Linked DNA regions of Zea mays: all the other regions are linked to region 2. The links are chromatin contacts, called in public Hi-C maps. All regions are on one chromosome and are shown on one strand. The core of a region is the stretch at or near the end of the contact, and the rest is flanking DNA. Distances in the headings are between cores, read along the strand shown. Region 1 holds the start of LOC103627315 (RING/U-box superfamily protein). Region 2 holds the start of LOC100275538. Region 3 holds the start of LOC103627314 (putative HLH DNA-binding domain superfamily protein).

What was found. Hi-C and Micro-C count contacts between places; a contact is called where the count stands out from the background.
Region 1: a contact with region 2 is called in a Hi-C map of tassel, with 5 times the contacts expected there. The contact joins the promoter of LOC103627315 here to the promoter of LOC100275538 in region 2. A contact is called at or near these places in 4 of 25 Hi-C or Micro-C datasets (bundle sheath, ear, leaf and 1 more).
Region 3: a Hi-C map of bundle sheath shows a contact between it and region 2, with 5 times the contacts expected there. The contact joins the promoter of LOC103627314 here to the promoter of LOC100275538 in region 2. A contact is called at or near these places in 4 of 25 Hi-C or Micro-C datasets (bundle sheath, ear, leaf and 1 more).

Annotation. Positions count from the first base shown.
Region 1 is chr5:178,320,458-178,324,390 of Zm-B73-REFERENCE-NAM-5.0, forward strand. It overlaps LOC103627315 (RING/U-box superfamily protein), which reads left to right and starts at 1,559. Exons shown (of 4, transcript XM_008647621.4): 1 at 1,559-2,049; 2 at 2,191-3,240; 3 at 3,338-3,508; 4 at 3,612-3,933. The coding sequence starts at 2,026. The coding sequence ends at 3,893.
Region 2 is chr5:177,941,958-177,945,730 of Zm-B73-REFERENCE-NAM-5.0, forward strand. It overlaps LOC100275538, which reads right to left and starts at 2,509. Exons shown (of 2, transcript NM_001149594.2): 1 at 1,341-2,509; 2 at 549-1,256. The coding sequence starts at 2,408. The coding sequence ends at 585. LOC100381333 reads left to right here. Exons shown (of 2, transcript NM_001345997.1): 2 at 231-461.
Region 3 is chr5:178,270,838-178,274,823 of Zm-B73-REFERENCE-NAM-5.0, forward strand. It overlaps LOC103627314 (putative HLH DNA-binding domain superfamily protein), which reads right to left and starts at 2,558. Exons shown (of 9, transcript XM_008647619.3): 1 at 2,123-2,558; 2 at 970-1,626; 3 at 811-891; 4 at 522-596; 5 at 284-433; 6 at 110-175; 7 at 1-10. The coding sequence starts at 2,194.

The sequences.
Region 1 (3,933 bases), core at 309-2,808, 380 kb after region 2:
GGATTCACTGGGTGCAGCAGAAGATATTCATTTTTCAGTATCTGGAAGCTTGCGACTGTACCTTCCATGATTCATTCCGTTGCTTCTAGTTCTAGGAGACAGCTTGTTCCGTGGTTGGGCCCGGTTTGAGCATTCGTGGTGTTGAGGTGGGCCTGGACCAGGCCGGTATTGGATACCCACTCACTCTAGATAATTGTTTTCTAGCTTAGACTATCCCCACAACTTACTCATATTCATATTCAAATTCAAATTCAAATATACGAATAGTGTAATCTACAATACAAAACAATGTTTTTAGTGACCATATGCACGATCTCAAAGTCGCTAAACCCATACCGTGAATGTCCTTCCCCCTCCACAAAATATCACAAAGTCTTTCAAGGGGCGCATAGAGAGCAACCTCGTCAGATGGGAAAAGAATGGACGGAGGAGGATAACCTTCTTAGCTAATTTCCACATTCGTTTTTTTTTTGTTTGCCGACTGAATTTTCTCTTCTCCAGAAGCAGTCCCAAAATAATTTTGGTTGCGAAGTAAACGAGAGAAAAAAAGAGCAGGCCCAGGCAGAGAGTGAACTGTCATTGTGAGATGGTAGTTGCAGTTAGCTAGTCAATCACGTCCGTGTCGTCGTGGTCTCGCTCAACAGTCGCGTCGCGTGCCAAGCCAAAGCCAAAGCAAACCAACTTGCTGTCGAAATGAGCACACCACCAGCTTCTCTATCGGTCGTTTCATCATCGATCATGTCCTGCACTGCAGGACTGCACCCCTCACCTTCCGATCGCTGGGCGATCCTGCCTGCGTCTCCCTATCCACCCTTTAATTGCATTGCAGCTATTTCACCTCCATCGCTACCAAATAGCAACGGTTAACCAAACTTGATTTTTTTTTCTTTTCTTCTTCCCTTGACAACACCATCTGTTGTTGCCGCGTGGTTTGTTATTAAGGTATAATAGTTAACCCACCTTTTCAATGGAAATCAAACCTAGATCTACCTACCAAATACCATCTATCTATAAAGTGGCAGTGGCAGTACCGTGCCGTGCGTACCGTGGATTTATTAATTTTGGATTGGATTGGATTAATTGGAAAGCAAATGCAAGCATGCAGCAGCACCATTGGCTGCCAATTGAGCCGTGTTAAATAGACCGTGATTAAGCACGCCACGACCCATAATGCTTTGACACAGTACATACACGATTTATATAGTGCCAATGCTAACACGACATGGTATAGCGCTCGTGTTTGGGTAGCCACCCCGACAAGATGGGCTGGCACGAGCATATCATGATTAGATACGGCTTAGACCAGCTGGTGTCATAGATATGATTGTGATGTGTGTATGTGATTGTGAATTGTGATTTGTTATGACTTCAAACATAATAAATTCACTTTTTTTAAGCTCCTAAAATGAAATAGTGCCTATCATATAGTATCGGCACAACACGGTGTCGACACGAGTACTAATCGTGCATAATAGTTTTGTGTCTAATAATATTAATGGCAGTGATATGTCGTGTGGCCTATTTAGCCATCTGTAGATGTGATATGGATTGGCTGGGTAGCAATCATCAGAAGGAGAGCCCTCGACCATAGAACGGTTTGTCTTTTTTTTCCTTGTTCAATTACTATCGAAATAAAATTCTCTCTTTTTCTATGGATTTAACTTGTAACAGCGAAGAGAAGGAGAGCCTCTCCACCCTAGAAAATTTCTTCTTTTTTCTTCTTGATTATAATCGATACTAGATTCTTTCTTTCACAGAGACGACTGACTTGACTCTAAAAAACATTGTCAATCTAAACTTATTTCTTTTTAAACATATCAAATCAATCTAATCAAATCTGACCAGGACACCAGGCACTGTTCACGCGCGACCCTGCCGCGTGGGGCCCTGGCCGGGCTCCCCTGCCATAACAAACAGGATGCGAGGTTTTTCTTCAATTCGTCGCAAGTGCTCACTGCGCGTGCTCGAGCTCGCCACACACACACACACGGCTACCTCCTCCAGCTCCGGGTCGCGTCGCGCGCCATGGCTCTTCCTAAACATTCACAGGTACACTTTGGGTGGGTGGGTGGGTGCTTCCATCGTTCCTTCTTGATCCAACTCTCTCCATGTTCACTAGAGCTTTAATTTGATCTCGACCCATCCATCAGGCTAGTTAGCTTACTGATTCGATCTGTGTTGCGCGCGCAGGGGGCGGGGGCAGAGGTGGCGGCGGACGGCTCCACCTCCACCTCCACTTCGCCCGTGGAAGACGATGGCGGCACATTAGATGATCTGGGACAGGGGCAGCGGCAGGGCCATCACGAAGAAGACAACGACGACGACCATCACTTCTCCTCGTCCTCGTCCACCGGGAATAAGCATAAGCAGACGAGCTGCCTCCTGCCAGCACGCAGCCTGAGATCAACAGATGAAGCAAGCCATAGCCAGCAAGCAGACTGCGGGGTCCGTTCGCTATCCTTCTCCAAGATCTTGAGCTTCAGAATGTGGGCGCCCGGCGGCTCCAGCTCCCCCACCTGCTTGGAGGATTACATTGCTGGTCAGCATCAACTAGAGCACGATGATGATGAGGCCGACAAGCTGATGAAGCAGGTATGTCGGTCGCAGTCCGTGCCAGCTACGAGCGTGGCCAGGCGGCGATCCAGCGGCACCACCGCAAAAGGGAAAGGGTCGAGGAGAGTGGCAGACTCCAGCTCCCTCAGGCGCCTCAGAGTGGTGCCACTGCGTGTTCCTCTTCCTCCTCCTCCACCTCTCCAAGATGAGGCCGCAAGGGGCACCGCCGATGCTATTGCTACTACCGTTACCACCGGAGAAGAGGAAGAAGATCAAGACATCGCGGCTGAGGAGGCGGTGTGCCGCATCTGCATGGTAGCCCTGTCGGAGGAGGCGGTGTTCAAGCTGGAGTGCTGCTGCAAGGGCGAGCTGGCCTTGGCGCACAGGGCGTGCGCCATCAAGTGGTTCAGCATCAAGGGCAACGGCAGCTGCGACGTGTGCAGCCAAGAGGTGCTCAACCTTCCAGTCACCCTGCGACGCCTCCCGGACCATCCGTCCGTCATTCAGGCGGCGGCGGCTCTGGCACAGGCACAGGCGCAGGCGCAGGCTCAGGGCACTCAAGCTGACGGTGGTGGTGGCGATCCTACCGCAACCACCAACACCACCAGATACAGGGTGTGGCACGGCACGCCAATCCTCATCATCGTCAGCATGCTCGCCTACTTCTGCTTCCTGGAACAGCTGCTTGTCAGTTGCTTGCTGCACTCTTCTCTACTTGTGCTTCCTCCCTCCTGGAATGGAATGGAACAGCTGCTGATCAGAATGAATGAACATGGAAACGCAGGTCGGCGACCATGGCACGGCGGCTCTGGCCATCTCCTTGCCCTTCGCCTGCGTCCTTGGCCTCTTCTCCTCCCTATCCACAACAAAGATGGTGTCCAGGAGATACGTATGGATCTACTCTGCAGCGCAGTTCCTCTTCATCGTGCTCTTCACGCACATCTTCTACAGATACGTAAGTCTATGCGTCATCCCTCCATCTCGATCTCTACCACTACGACTACGTACTGTCTACACGTCTGTGGTGTGTGAACCAACCAAATAAACCAACCAAGCAGGTGCGGCTGCAAGCCGTGATCGCCATCATCCTGTCCGCCTTCGCCGGCTTCAGCGTCGCCATCTGCACCAATTACTCCCTCCTCCAGATTCTCAGATGGAGGCGGGCGAGACACGCTGTGGCATCGCCCACCTCAACCGCTAGAGCTGCCGACGACGGAGGCCTCCATGGTTCCAGTCCCAGGGATCCACCATCAGCACCAGTGGCAGTGGCAGTGACAGTGGCGGAGGTGGACCTTGAGATGGCTCTGCCTCCTACATATGCACCACCTGCCCATGCGTAGAGAGAGCGCTCCCCTTCACTATCATCCAGCCGACGAGTTC
Region 2 (3,773 bases), core at 1,259-3,758:
TTATGCTGGGGTTGGTCAAAATTCACAGCACATGTCTGCAAATGAAATCCAACGAATTACCTCATGATTTGGCTATTGGCTTTCTGGTTTGCGAGCTATGAATATGAATTTCCTCCTAGTCATAGCATTCCTACACTTGATTAATTTGCGTTCAATCTCTGTTTCCTCGTAATCCAATACCCAGCTACTTTAATGTTTGTGTGATTAATTGGTGATACTATATGTTGCAGGTCAAGAAGCTGGAGCCAACTTTACCAAGCACTGGTGCTGTTGATGTTTTTACAGTTTTGAGCTCATAAGGTCAGCCATGACCATATTGTAATCTGTGACCAGGTAGACTTGCCCACTGGTCCGTCCAACTATTGTCTTGGGACCCTGTGTTAATCCTTGCTATATGGATCTGACAGTGCTCATGTAATTCAAGAATCCTGGACTATCTTTTATGTGCTTATTTGAGTTTGCAAGTGCGTTTCCGTTAAAAGTTGAGATGTTCCATTGTTGGTTGGTGGAGTACATTACTTTTCAGAGGTCTAGTTTTACAAAAGTTAGCACGAAGAAATCATCAGTCTGTCTTTGGTAGTAGCCTACAATCTATGCGATCCAGTGTCCCGCCAAGAGCCGCGCAATTCCGACGTTGGCCGCAGCGAGTACTCGTCTCCCCAGAGCAGTCGTCCTCCATTCCTGCTCCGTTCACCATCCGCGCTGCTGCCATCATCTCCGCTCGTCGTATTGATTGGTTTCGCGTTTGCCCGTAGCCGTCTTGCCACTCTATCATCGCCTCGCCTGAATCTCCCACCCATGTCATCATCTCTGCCACCATTGCTGCTCCTAGCTCGATTCATTCTTCTCGGCTTCCATTTTGGTGCCTCCAAACCCTCCGCAAAGCCATTGCTGCTGTTTGCGCGCGGGTCACCGTCACCGCTCAGGTACTTGAACAGCTTCTCCCCGCCGTTGGCATTAGCACTGTAGTTGTGTTTCGATCTTCCTCTAAGACTATCGCTTCCGTTCATCTTACTTCTGGCTCCCCGTCTTGGTTCCGGTTCCTTCCCTCTTGCACTGCCTGACTCTGAATCAAACCCACCACCATCACTCACCCTATCCTTTCTAGGAGCATTCCACCGGCCGGCACCATTCCTCGTGTCATCTCTGTTCCTCGTTCCCCATTTCGGCTCGGAGCGCGCGCGGGTCACCTCAGATTCAGACAACGAACCAGCACCTGTTCGGCCCCTCTGTCTGACATGGCTGCGCGCCGTGGCCTTCGAGCCAGGGGTCGCCTCAGATTCAGACAACGAACCAGCACCTGTTCGGCCCCTCTGTCTGACATGGCTGCCCGCCGTGGCCTTCGAGCCAGTCCGTCTTCCACTCGAACCTCTGCCATTGTCGCTGCTGGCAGCCGTTGCACCGGCAGCTCCCCATCTTGCTGCACCGTTGCTCCTTCCATTTCTCCTAACCATGGCTCGCTGCTCACGCCAAGAACCCGCATCTACCATGCCCTCTGATTCAGGAGTTGCAGCGTCATTTCCGCTGCCGGCAGCCATTGCACCTGCAGATTCCCATCTTGCTGCACCGTTGCTCCTTCCATTTCTCCTTACCATGGCTCGTTGCTCACGCCAAGAACCGGCATCTCCCATGCCCTCTGATTCAGGAGTAGCAGCAGCTTCGTCGTCATCGTCTTCCGAGGTCCAGTCACCGGCGTCGCTGACATCGGCGTCGCCGAGTGCATCCACCGGCTCCCATGTTCCATCATCCCTTTCCGTGAGTTCAACCGCAGGCTCGCGATCGGTCGCAATGCTACTGTGCGCGCCATCCTCCGCGGCATTCTCACGAACACCCTGCGCGCTCGCCTCTACGCCGGCGCCGACGAGCGCGTAGGGCTGGATGCTGTGGAAGGCGTTCCTGGGGAAGAACCTGGCGGAGGCGGCGCCTGTGGCCGGGGACGCGAAGACGCGGGGCCCGTCGCGGTCGTTCCACAGGTCCACGCCGCCGGGGCGGTGGAAGCGGTCCGCGAGCGCCCTGAGCTGGTCCTCGGCCGCGACGGAGAGCAGAGTGGGAGCCACGGCGGACGCGCCGGCGGAGGAGCCCGCGTCCCAGGGCCGCTCGAGGTGCGCCACGGCGTCGCGGAGCTCGACGCGCTTGCGCATCTCGTAGAGCTGGCGCTCGCGGGCCAGACGCGCCTTGAGGAGCTGCCGCGCCTTCTTGGCCTGCATACGCTTCCACTGCCACTTGGACACGCCGCCGGGGAAGGTGCGCGGCCCGCCGCCCATGCGGATGGCGAGGTCGCCGCGGCGGAGCGGGGGAAGGACGCCGCCAGGGGGGAGGAAGTGGGACGGAAGGAGGAGGTAGTGTGACGATAGGGAGCGGAGAGAGCACAACGGCGGCGCCGGTGCCGACTGGGCGGGGACCAGCATGGCGGTGGACCAGCGGTGGCGCGCGCCTCCGGCCACGAGGTATATCGCCGTGCCTCACTTCCTTGTGTGTGGCTTGCGCCTAGCGGCGGGTGTCGATCCGTGTCCTATCCTATTGCTGTCTGCAGCCTATACAACCAAGATCTGGAACGGGCTTACGGATACTGTCCGCTGCTGAACCCGTTTGCCGCTAGGTCACCCCGTCCTGCCGTCTAGAGAGTCCATATCCAGACTCGACGACACGGGGCATCAATAATCTGGGCGCAGGATTTTACGATTCAGCTGGAATATACAGGAGCTAAAATCCATTTGTATCTAAATTTAGATATTTCACATTTGATAACGTGTATGTACCTAAATACTTAAATCGAATACTCAATTGGTCCTAAAATATAATTCGTTTTAAACTATAATACATTTATTAATTAACCTATAAATACATTTATTAATTAACTTTTAAATATAATTTATAGGTATGTCTATATTTATTATTATTTAATCGAATATGGATAAAGAAGACTAAAAAACTATATTTTAGAACCAAGGGGCATTTATAATGTCAGTAGTCATTCGTATCATAGCAGATAACATATGTATTTAGATTTAAATTAGAATATAAATATAAAATAATGATAGCTTTTCTAAAGTCTTATCTAGATACAGAAGACTATTTTCCATCATCTATATATATATTTTGAGTTTTGTTTAAACAATGATATAAAGTACAAAAATAATTAGAAGTGACTATCTCTTCTAATTTATTTTTATTCTTTAGATATTTTAGGGTATGAGAAATATGTATGTATACAAATCTAGAACAAAACACATTCTTAATATGGGTTTTTTATTGTGCAGAGGACGAGATATAAAGAACAATGTTAAAGAGAAATGAAGTATGGAAGAACTGCATCTAAAAATACATTCTTGATATAGATATGTCTTTTAACATGTAGACGACACATTTGAAAATGAATGGGATATAGAGAAATAATTCTTTTAAAAAATGATATAAATGACCAATATACTAGATAAAAGCATATATATGCTTTGTTGAGATGTCAATATTAAAGGGCATATAATTAAATTGGGTTTAATACTAAATCAGCCATAGTATTGAAATGAAATGTAATTCCAATTCTATTGTTTGGATATAGCTAAATTGGAGTTTGAAATTATACGGTCTAATTCTATGCAATACAAAGCGGTGTGATACTCGGTATTGGGAAAGAGAGTTTTTAGTTATGGTCCAATTCCAAAGAATTTGATCTATAATTCCAAATCTCAATTCCATGTGCAACCAAACAACGGAAAGCTGATTTCAATTTTCAATTATATACTTCAGTATCGACATCTAAACGGGCTAATAGA
Region 3 (3,986 bases), core at 1,308-3,807, 330 kb after region 2:
CCTTGTCAGTCTGCAGCACAGCAGAAATGCAGGGTTTCACAAACTGATGCCCCGTAGTCGATCGCTATTTGACAAGAAAGAGCACAGCATGTGCAATCGAGTACAGTACCCTGTTGGAGTTCGGAACGAGCTCCTGTAGATTCTTCATCCTGTCAGAGATCTTCTCCCTTCGGAGCTGCCAGACACATGACCAACAGAGCACACTGTTACTACGTTCAGAACTCAGTCCCAGAATCGATGCAGAGTTTTGAGTTTCAGACAAAGAAACAAAGGGCTCACGCACCCTCTCCGCAATGCTGTGTGGATCAGTTGCCTGGCCCCGGCGAGCCCTGACGCGCGGCTTAGGAGCTCCATTCCCAGCAGCCCCATTGGCCGGAACCATGAACGGCGGCGCATTCAACCCAGTTCCGCCGCCGCTGGCCTCGTTAGACGACTGCACATCAAGCGGAGGAGCACAATCGATTCAAACCCTGCCACCAAGGGGGGTCTAGTCTAAACAGCAACCACAGAACGTCAGAAACCTGTTCAGGATTACGCGTTGCATCAAACGACGAGAGCTGCTGCCCAGAGTTCAGGTGACGCAGACCGCTGAGTTCCTGCAGGGGTCGCGATCAGGTTAGGCGAACAAGCGCGTCACTCACGGTACACTCTCAGCCTGTGCCGACACCGTCAGCTTACTGTACACCTTTTATTCAGATGGTAGTGCTGCTGTCCAAGTCCAATAACCACCGTGCTTCTGTTCCGTCATTACATATGGCAGACGGGCGAGCAAAAAAGACAAGCAGAAGAGAGCAGGCGTCTGATTCTGACCTTTTGGCTGAGCTGCAGATCGCCAAAGTCAAGGCCAGGAGCGAACGACAGCATCTTTCCAGTGTTGAACTCAACGTCATCCTGCAAGCATATCGTATGAGCAGAGAAACACGAGACGTGATTGAGCGGGGAAAAAAAAACAATCTCAAGGTCCACCACCTCTACATGTAGCCGCGCATTGCCTATCTGTGGATACTTGTTCACGTCCGCGACACAGGAGGATCCACGGACGAGATCGTTGTCGCTAACCGCGCCGAAACCGAAGCTCCGCGAAGTCTCTTCCCCGGCCAGCGACGAGATCCGCGGGAACGCGGAAGGCCACGACGCGGGCTGCTCTCCCAGGACTAGGAACCGCGGCGGCGGCGGCAGGCCGGACTGCTCGCTCCCGCCGCTGCTGTCGTTGGAGGAGCTGCACACCACCGGCGCGCTGTCGGCGAGCGATACCGCGCAGGGCGCGCTCAGGACCGGGCCCAGCATGCCGGCCACCAGCGCGCTGTTCACCTCGAAGCCGAGGCCCTCCTCCTGGGTCACGGTCACGTCGTCGCCCGGCAGGTGCGCGCTCAGGAACTGCTGGTGCAGCTCCAAGGGCGGCACGAGCGCCGTGGAGGAGCCGTCTTGGAGGTGAAAGCCTGCGCCTTGGCCTGGTGCAGCCTGAGCTCCCAGGTACGCGTACGTCCCTGCAGGGTCGGCGAGGGAAGTGGCGCCGGCGCCGGCGCATGGCCAGGATGAGCCGATGAACATGGCGTCCTGCGGCCATGCCTGTTCCGGGACGAAGGGGTCCACGAACCCGTCCATCTTGCTGGCTTGTGGGGGTGCCTGTAAAAAAAGAAGAAGAAGAAATTGTGGTCGTGGAACAGACTTTGAAGGTTCAGGAATTCAGATGGCTCGTGTCAGCGAGATAACACAACGGTGGCTCCTGTGAGTGAGGAGAGGGAGGCAGAAGGCCAAATGGCCAGTCATGCAGGCGGCAGCCACTTCTACAACGGATAGATCAGGTGTCTGTAAAATGCAAGCGCTGCGGAACATGTGGCCTGATATGGTCAACCAGCACATCGGAAGGGACTAAAGAAAAGCTGAAAACTCTGCTGGTTTTCCCTGATCCGACTGACAACCGCATTTAGAACTGGATGGTCTGGTCGCCCTTCCCCTCCCCTCCCCTGAGAAAAATCTCTGAGATCCCCACCACTACTCTCTACTAAGCTTTGTAATAACTCAAACCGATGATCTGAACAAAGTACTGCTGCGTAAAGAAAATGACGGAATTCAAGGAGCCGTCAACAAGACAGTGAAGATGGACGACGGAATCACTCACTGAATCAGTGCAAGGAGAAACAGAGTCGAGAAAGCAGTGCTCCCAGCTGCATCGCGCGCACGAGCAGAACATCACCGCGTCGCCTCCGGAAGCAACTCGATCCACGGCACAGGATAGACAGAGCAATTCGGAAAGAGTCCAGCGGCGGCGGCGGCGGCGGGGACGAACGAAGGAAGCAGTCGCCGGAACTGATGGCCGGCTGGGGAGGAAGAAGCGAGGGCGAGATCAAAGAGCAGGGAGAGGAGGTGGAGGAGGGAGCTCACCAGTTGACGGAGACGAGGGGGGGAAGACAACCGCTTCAGCTCCCGGTCCTGGCTCCGCTTTCCGCTGGGGATCGGAACGGACGAGGGGGAGAGGCGCGGTTTTGTTTCTTGTGCCTGCCTGCGTGCGTGTGTGTATCTTTGTGCGCGTCAGTAGTACGTGCCTTCGCTTCGCGTGACAAGTGTGGGCAGGCAGGTGGTGGTTATATACTCGCCCCCCCGCCCAGGAGGTCCCCGGCTAGTTTTTCCTCCTTCTGAAAATACGGTACTGACGATGATGGGGGCCATGATGACCACCGTGAATCCGTGATCACGAACGGTTACTGCTCAATCACATTAGTTTTGTAACAACAAATTTAGTTCATGCAAAGTAATGTCCATGGAGTTATTGTCTCATTATGTGTGCGTGGGATTAGCCCTTCCTATCGCTCCTTCATTTTATTTGCATCGGTATTCATCATATCTCTAGTCTCATCTCTTATTTTAAATTTCATTCTACGAGGGAGCTATAAAAAATGGATTTGGGCTCTTTTTAACTCATACTTTTTTTTTCTTTCGGCTAAGATAAATTGTAGTATTTGTTTTATCAGGGTAAATATCTGATGTATGGACCATATATTTACTTTGATATTAAAATTTTTATAGGTATCAAATATGATTGTGTGTCGTCGCAGCGCACACGCATTGTACTAGTTATTTTTTATTCTTCAGCCGCACGAGCTGTTCTGTCGGATAGAGCTCAAGTTATTTTGGTGAAGTATCCAGTCCAGTGGAGTTCATAAAAACGTACTCCAATAGAATCTCACTAGTGTATGGGGCGCGCCCTTGGGCGCGCTTGAGCTAGTTTGTAAGTCTTTTTTGAATGACAGTAGATATATTTGTTGTAATAAATTGTATCATTAACTTGTGCTAAAAGTAATGGAAGCATCACCTGTTTGAACTTTTTAAAGTTGGATGTATAGTTCATTTTAATCAATGATAGATATATCAATTCTAACATTCTCACATGAAAAAAGTTGTTTTAAGCAACTATGGATCATTAGCTGCAGCTTACATACTAGAACAATCAGAAATTGTTAAACGATGATGCCTTAATAGGAAAAAAACATATGATTTTCAGTCGCAAGGCCTTACATTCTAAGCATGTCAACACATGTCAAAATGGACATCATTTTTCTTACCTGTATTTCTGCCTGTAGTTGTTGAACTTATAGGTTCTTCAGACCATAACACTGAGTAAATATGTTGTTCAACTTGTGTAAGTGTTTGTTCAGTTTGAGGATACGTGCAGTAGTGTCTGGCTAAAGCAAGACTAATGTTGCATTCATTTGTGTATTCACCGCTTACTGACACGCGGGGGAAATTGAGCTCCAACTGAGATCCCTCAATGCAACAAACAAAAGTTACGGGCTGGAACCTGAAAAGAAGCACTACAATTGTGTTGTTGATTTGTTAGACAAAGCTGTTAAGTTTAGGATCATAATAAGTCACTAAACCAATAGAATTTAAATAAACCTTCCCTCTTCTAACTTAATTTACGGAGCTGAAACGGTTCGTCATATCTGTGATCAGTTAGATTTAGAATCTGAAGTGGAGCTAAACTA